2 separate regions of the Oryza sativa genome follow, and region 1 is linked to region 2. A link is a contact called in public HiCAR-type data. All regions are on one chromosome and are shown on one strand. Each heading gives the region's core, a stretch centred on a gene start, on an enhancer-like site or on the middle of the called end of the contact. The rest is flanking DNA. Distances are from core to core; before and after follow the strand shown. Region 1 holds the start of LOC4325370 (acyl-CoA--sterol O-acyltransferase 1). Region 2 holds the start of LOC4326248.

Evidence for each region. HiCAR-type assays count read pairs that join an accessible place to other places.
Region 1: a HiCAR-type map of leaf shows a contact between it and region 2, with 2.0 times the contacts expected there. The contact joins the promoter of LOC4325370 here to the promoter of LOC4326248 in region 2. A contact is called at or near these places in 2 of 15 Hi-C or Micro-C datasets (both in leaf) and 1 of 4 datasets of contacts at active chromatin or transcription factors (leaf).

The regions. Positions count from the first base shown.
Region 1 is chr1:26,892,188-26,894,887 of ASM3414082v1, reverse strand. LOC4325370 (acyl-CoA--sterol O-acyltransferase 1) reads right to left here and starts at 1,259. Exons shown (of 1, transcript XM_015791595.3): 1 at 1-1,259. The coding sequence starts at 1,139. The coding sequence ends at 69. It overlaps LOC9272417 (GDSL esterase/lipase At1g28600), which reads right to left. Exons shown (of 4, transcript XM_015783385.3): 4 at 1,308-1,941. The coding sequence ends at 1,733.
Region 2 is chr1:26,764,168-26,766,867 of ASM3414082v1, reverse strand. It overlaps LOC4326248, which reads right to left and starts at 1,408. Exons shown (of 12, transcript XM_015774929.2): 1 at 1,200-1,408; 2 at 443-547; 3 at 254-360. The coding sequence starts at 277.

The DNA.
Region 1 (2,700 bases), core at 10-2,509, 130 kb before region 2:
CGAACATATATAGGCCCAGATGGCACAGTGGCACGTACACAGAGTACATAACACCGGCCCGTAGATGATTAGAGGCTCGAAACCACCCCAAACGGTCGGAGCAGACGCCTCGAGACGCCCATGATCAACTGCAGCATCGCCGCGGCCTCCTCCATCAGCCGCACGTCGGCCCCGGCCCTCATGAACGGCCCGAAGAAGAGCTCCGATATGGTGACGACCATGAAGGCGCTGACGAGGAGGTACGCCGCCACCTTGGGCGGCCGCCACAGCCCGGCCGCCCTGGCCCAGCGCTCGGCGATCTGGGACACGCCGTGGAGCATGAAGAAGAGCACCATCTCCCCCCTGGGCCGCCGCAGCGTCAGGTACAGGTAGAGGAGCTCGTGGAGCAGGCCCGACATGAGGAACGCCGCCAGCACGCCGGCGTCGCGGCCCCACCGCGCGCGCACGGGCTCGTACGCCGACGCCCGGAGGAGGTCCACCGCCATCAGGTTCCACTGCCGCCCCCAGAAGTCGTTCAGCGACGCGACGGCGAGCGGCGTGCTGAACTGCCTCTCCAGGCCGGCGTCCAGGACGGTCGCCGAGGCGAGCGCGACGGAGGAGAGGACGAGGTCGAGCGTGAGGAAGACCTGGACGCAGTATAGGAAGTGGACGGCGTACACGGGTAGCCAGCCCGTGTGCGGGTACGCCACGAAGAGGCAGCTGAGGAAGAAAAAGCTCCGGGCGCAGGGACGGAGGAAGTCAGCGAGGGGCGGTGGCGGCGGCGACGAAGGAGAACGCTTGGCGGCGGGCGGCTGCTGGCTGAGGCGGAGCTTGATGGGGAGGCTGGCGCAGAGGACGAACGGGACGAGGGGGAGGGACGGGTGTAGCGGGCCGATGCCGAGCGCGAGGAGGACGAGCTTGTTGATGGCGAGCCAGGTGTGGAAGAAGGTGCTGAAGAGGCGGAAGTGGAGGGAGTTGAACAGGCACGGCAGGTAGACGAAGACGGGGAACGTCGGGGCGAGCGCGGCGAGGCGGGGCAGTCCTGGCCGTAGGCGGCGGCAGGCCGAGCGCGCGTACCACGCGCACGCCGGGACGAGCAGCACCGTCCATGCCATCGCCCTCAGCTCCGACGCCATCGTCGGCTTGTCGAGCGTTTGCATTATGGCTCCGGGCGACGATCCGACGACGAGTCGACGACGAACTTACCGGGAGGAACTAAATGTGCATGTGTATCGAGCGACCAAGTCCTTATAAAATGTGTTGACGATCTCTAGTTGTCCTCCCCGATGCATTGAGAAAGAGAGAAATACGTGCGAACAAAGAAAATAGAAATACAAAAGGTCTGGAATGAATCGTGATGGTATGTACATACATGGATTAAGGAGCGGAAAATCGCTCACGAAAACACTGTGATCACAAGGAGAAACGGAACTCCTCAACGAGCCGTAGCCTGTAGCAACGACGTCTCACGCTAAATCATGTCTGTTTGGGAAGAATAACTTAAAAGGAGCCATACACTTCTTCAGGGATCAGTAAAAAAGTGTTTCTCCAAACGCATGCAATTTGCAATTCGTCCATTGAATCATGGATCATAGCATGCAAACTTTGTACTAGCTCTTTCTCTACACGAATCCTGTAATTGAACTTCACCTACACAATGTACTACAATGTTTCCATGAGCAAGTAATAAAACCATAGCACAAAGAATGGATGGATCGATCTTCTTTCTACCGGTGGAGGAGGAGCGGTTTGGTCAGGTGGGCGGGCAGGTCTTGGCGAGAGGGACAGGGGAGGCGTGCGGGCCGTGGAGCACCCCGTCGGCGATTAGCTTGTACACCGCCTCCGTTGGGTGCGTCCCGTCCCACGAGACGTACGTCGATGGGTCCTCGCACACGGTGCACCCTGCCTTGCCGCACGGCACGCTCTGGTTCCCGCAGCAAGACCCCAGCGCGTTTGTGAATCCTGCATATAACACAGCGTGTCGATGTGTGTGTATTGGTTAAGGAAGATCAGAAAGAATAACACCGAGGAATAGATGAGCTGGGCTTCAAATGGGTATACTGTTAGGCCTGGAAACAGGCCCAGCCTAGTTATGAAACTCATTTTTCAGGCCTGTGACTGACCATGAGCTATGGCCTAGTATTAAAATGGAATAAGTCCACTTTGACTCCCTTAAATATGACCCGAATATAATCTGACCCTCAACCACAAAACCGTATAAGATGACTCCTCGAACTATTAAAACCAGTGTAATTTAACTCTCTCAGCGGTTTTGGAGGGTGGTTTTGCTGACATGGCGATATTGATCTGTTCTTCGTCCCACGTGGCGCATACGTGGCATTAGAATTAAAAAAAACATGTGGGCCCAATTTGCCATTCACACATATTGTGGGACCCACTAACATGTCATCCTCTTTCTTTCTCTTTCTCTCCCCTTTGCTGGTTTGCAGGGGGCAGGAGCTGGACCGGAGGCGGCGGGCAAGCGACAATAGGGCGGCAGCGCAGTCGAGCGGCGGCTTCCATCGCAGCAGCGTCGAGTGGCTTCCACGGGAGCGGCCTCCATCGTGAGGTAGTCGAGCGGCCCATACGCCCCCCCCTCCATTCTTCCTCCCAACAGCCTCTCGCTGCTACCGCCGCCGTCGCCACAGTGGTAGAAAGGAGAGGGGGAAAGAATGAGAGAAGGAAGGAGGAGGAAGAAGAGGCGTGAGGACAGGAGAGGCC
Region 2 (2,700 bases), core at 159-2,658:
AAGCAATGACTAAGATATAGCATAGTACACGTGATAAGCCTACAGCGCAGTTAAGTAGGGGAACAAAGTACTGAATGTTATGTATGTTTATATCGAAGGGAGAAATGGCCAAACTCCTTGTTTCAAAATGCCAAACATTCTAGTTTGAATTAGAAGTACTAAACGAAATTCAGAACATTGCAGAAGAACCCCTATCAGTCAAGTTAAAGGTCAAGAACATCAAGCTCATAGATCATAATAAGATTGCACCTACCAAGTATGAGGAGCATTCTTCCATATGACACCAGTAGAATCGAGAACTAAAACTTGACCATTTGTAGTACCAACAGCAACAAGAATAAGGTTTCCATCCTTTTTATGCTACAAAAAAAATACCCAATCAAAAACAGCAAATTGTAAGACAGAAATGAGACAGAGCCTAATTTCAATCCTAAAAAATTACCTTTTTCTGAACAGAGCAACATGCAATACAACTGTATGAATCATCTGGGGCTGAAATTGGATCAGTCCATCCTTCTATTATTTCTCCTCCTCCTGTACGCCATACCTTCTCAATTAGAAAAGCACAAGCAGAAAAAATGGATAGGTTAGCATACATCAAAGCTACAATCTCACAATTTGGATTGATGTTTTGAGCGAAGGAAAGATTTTAATGCTAAACACATATCCATCCGAATTTCCTCCATCATGTAAAGCTCAACTTTTCACCCTCTTTTTGTTAGTAGTAGTAGACTTTCACCTCTCCGAAGTACCATTTCTAAAATAGATAGGCTATCTACCATTCACAGATCTCAGCTTTTAACTTCTATCACTCTCTACAAACAGCTTATAAGCAAAATTATATACTCTTGAGTCTTGAGGTAGACGCCCAACGTATTTAAATAGTGATACATCATGAAAACTATTGCCTACAACCAAGCAGCACTTCACCCGGAAGAAACAAAAACCAACTTCACCAAACTCCCCTATTTAATCGCCGTGAGAGAGCAAGCGTTCGAACCTAGTTCCCCAACCATACAGCAATCACTCGCGAGCCACGAGACATCTCGAAAACCAAAAGCACACTACTACATCGTAGCGCAGCGACCGTATAACGCTCCAGCAGCGGAAGTATTCCCCCCTAATCAACAACGACCGAAGGACGAGGGGAACAGCGCGTAAGGAAGGGGGGATTCAGGTGACGGGTTCCGAGCGAGGACCTGGACTCGCCGATCGGAGACGGCAGCGAAGAGCTCGCCGTCGGGGGAGAAGGCGGCCGCGTCTGGCGGAGGGGGCGCCGCCGTCTTGTCGCCCGCCATGGCTGGTTGGGGGGGGGGGGGGGGGGGGAAGTAACGACGGCGCGGGGCAGCTCGGAAAGGAAGGACGGGGAGAAGCGGCGAGGGTTTTCAGGTTTTGGTTCTGGCGTCCCGGGTTTTTGCTGGTCCGAGCTGCTAAAATGGAGGCGAGGCCGTTGGGCCGACAGATTGGGCCAGAAAACTTCGGCTGATTGCAGTGGGCGTGGCCCGGTGAGCATTGTAAAGATGGGAGTTCGCTTTTAAACTCTCCTTCCAGACCCTCTTAAAACCCCACGTCTTCCAGCCAAACAATAAATTTAACAATCCCCACCCTGCAACTCCTTTCTCCCTAATAATTCCCCCAACCAAACAGCTGTTAGGTCTTTGTAAGAGTGGTAGGTGAAGATTTAGCCGTGGAGGTTGTATTTCTTTGGAATTGTAAGAAACTGTCGTAAGTTTTTTTAAAATAAAACTTTCAAACTTATGGTAGTTCTTTACATGGTCTCATTTTTTTTTCAGAACAACGTCCACCGTATGGTTTAGCGAGTTAGATTTGATTGGAGGTTAAGAGTTTGGATCTATGGTTAACGAGGTAGAATTTTGGTGTACTTAGAATGCTTATGAAATTTGTAGAGCAATTCGATGATTTGAGGCATGATTAGAAATTCTAGTGGATGGACCATCAGTATATTCAGGCACTATATATGTCAGATTAACTAGTCAGGTATATCAGGTATTCCCTCCTGTTGTTAATATTTGATGCTGTTGATTTTTCTTTTAACGGATGCCGATGGAAGTGACAACAGTGAAGGCTCGGGAGAACGATGAGGCCTGTGGCATGCAGCTCTGGTGCTCGTCTCTGTTGCTCATCATCATCCACTCCTCGTTGCGTCGCACGGCGGCCCGCAGCATGCTTTGGTGACCACCTAGTAGATCTGTCGCTCGGGAATTCGACGGCCCTGGGACAGTTGCTTGGGCTGGATAGAGGTTGCTGTCGTGTGCTTCTCATCTCACTCACCGGCATCCCGCTCCTCATCACTCCTCTCACCGTCCCTGCTTCCTTCTGGGCATGGACGCGGACGTCGGTACCAGTGCAGACTTATTGTTCGGCTCGTCGGTGCCAGACTTGCGGAGAAGAGGGAGGCTGAGTGACGGCTCCGGCAACTTGGGCCACTTCGACGGACAACGGCTGTAGAAGGACAAGACTATGGGAAATTTTGTCAGGATAGTATTTTAGGGTGTAAACCTGGTAATTTAGCAAATCCTAATTAGGCCTTATTCGGTTTAGAGGGGATTAAAGAGAATCGAAGAGAATTGAGGGGGAATAATTCCACAATACAATAGGTGTAGAATAAATTCTCTCTAATCCCTCCCTCATGGGGATTAACGAAAAAGGCCTTATGGTTAGCGTTTTGACCAAACCCCT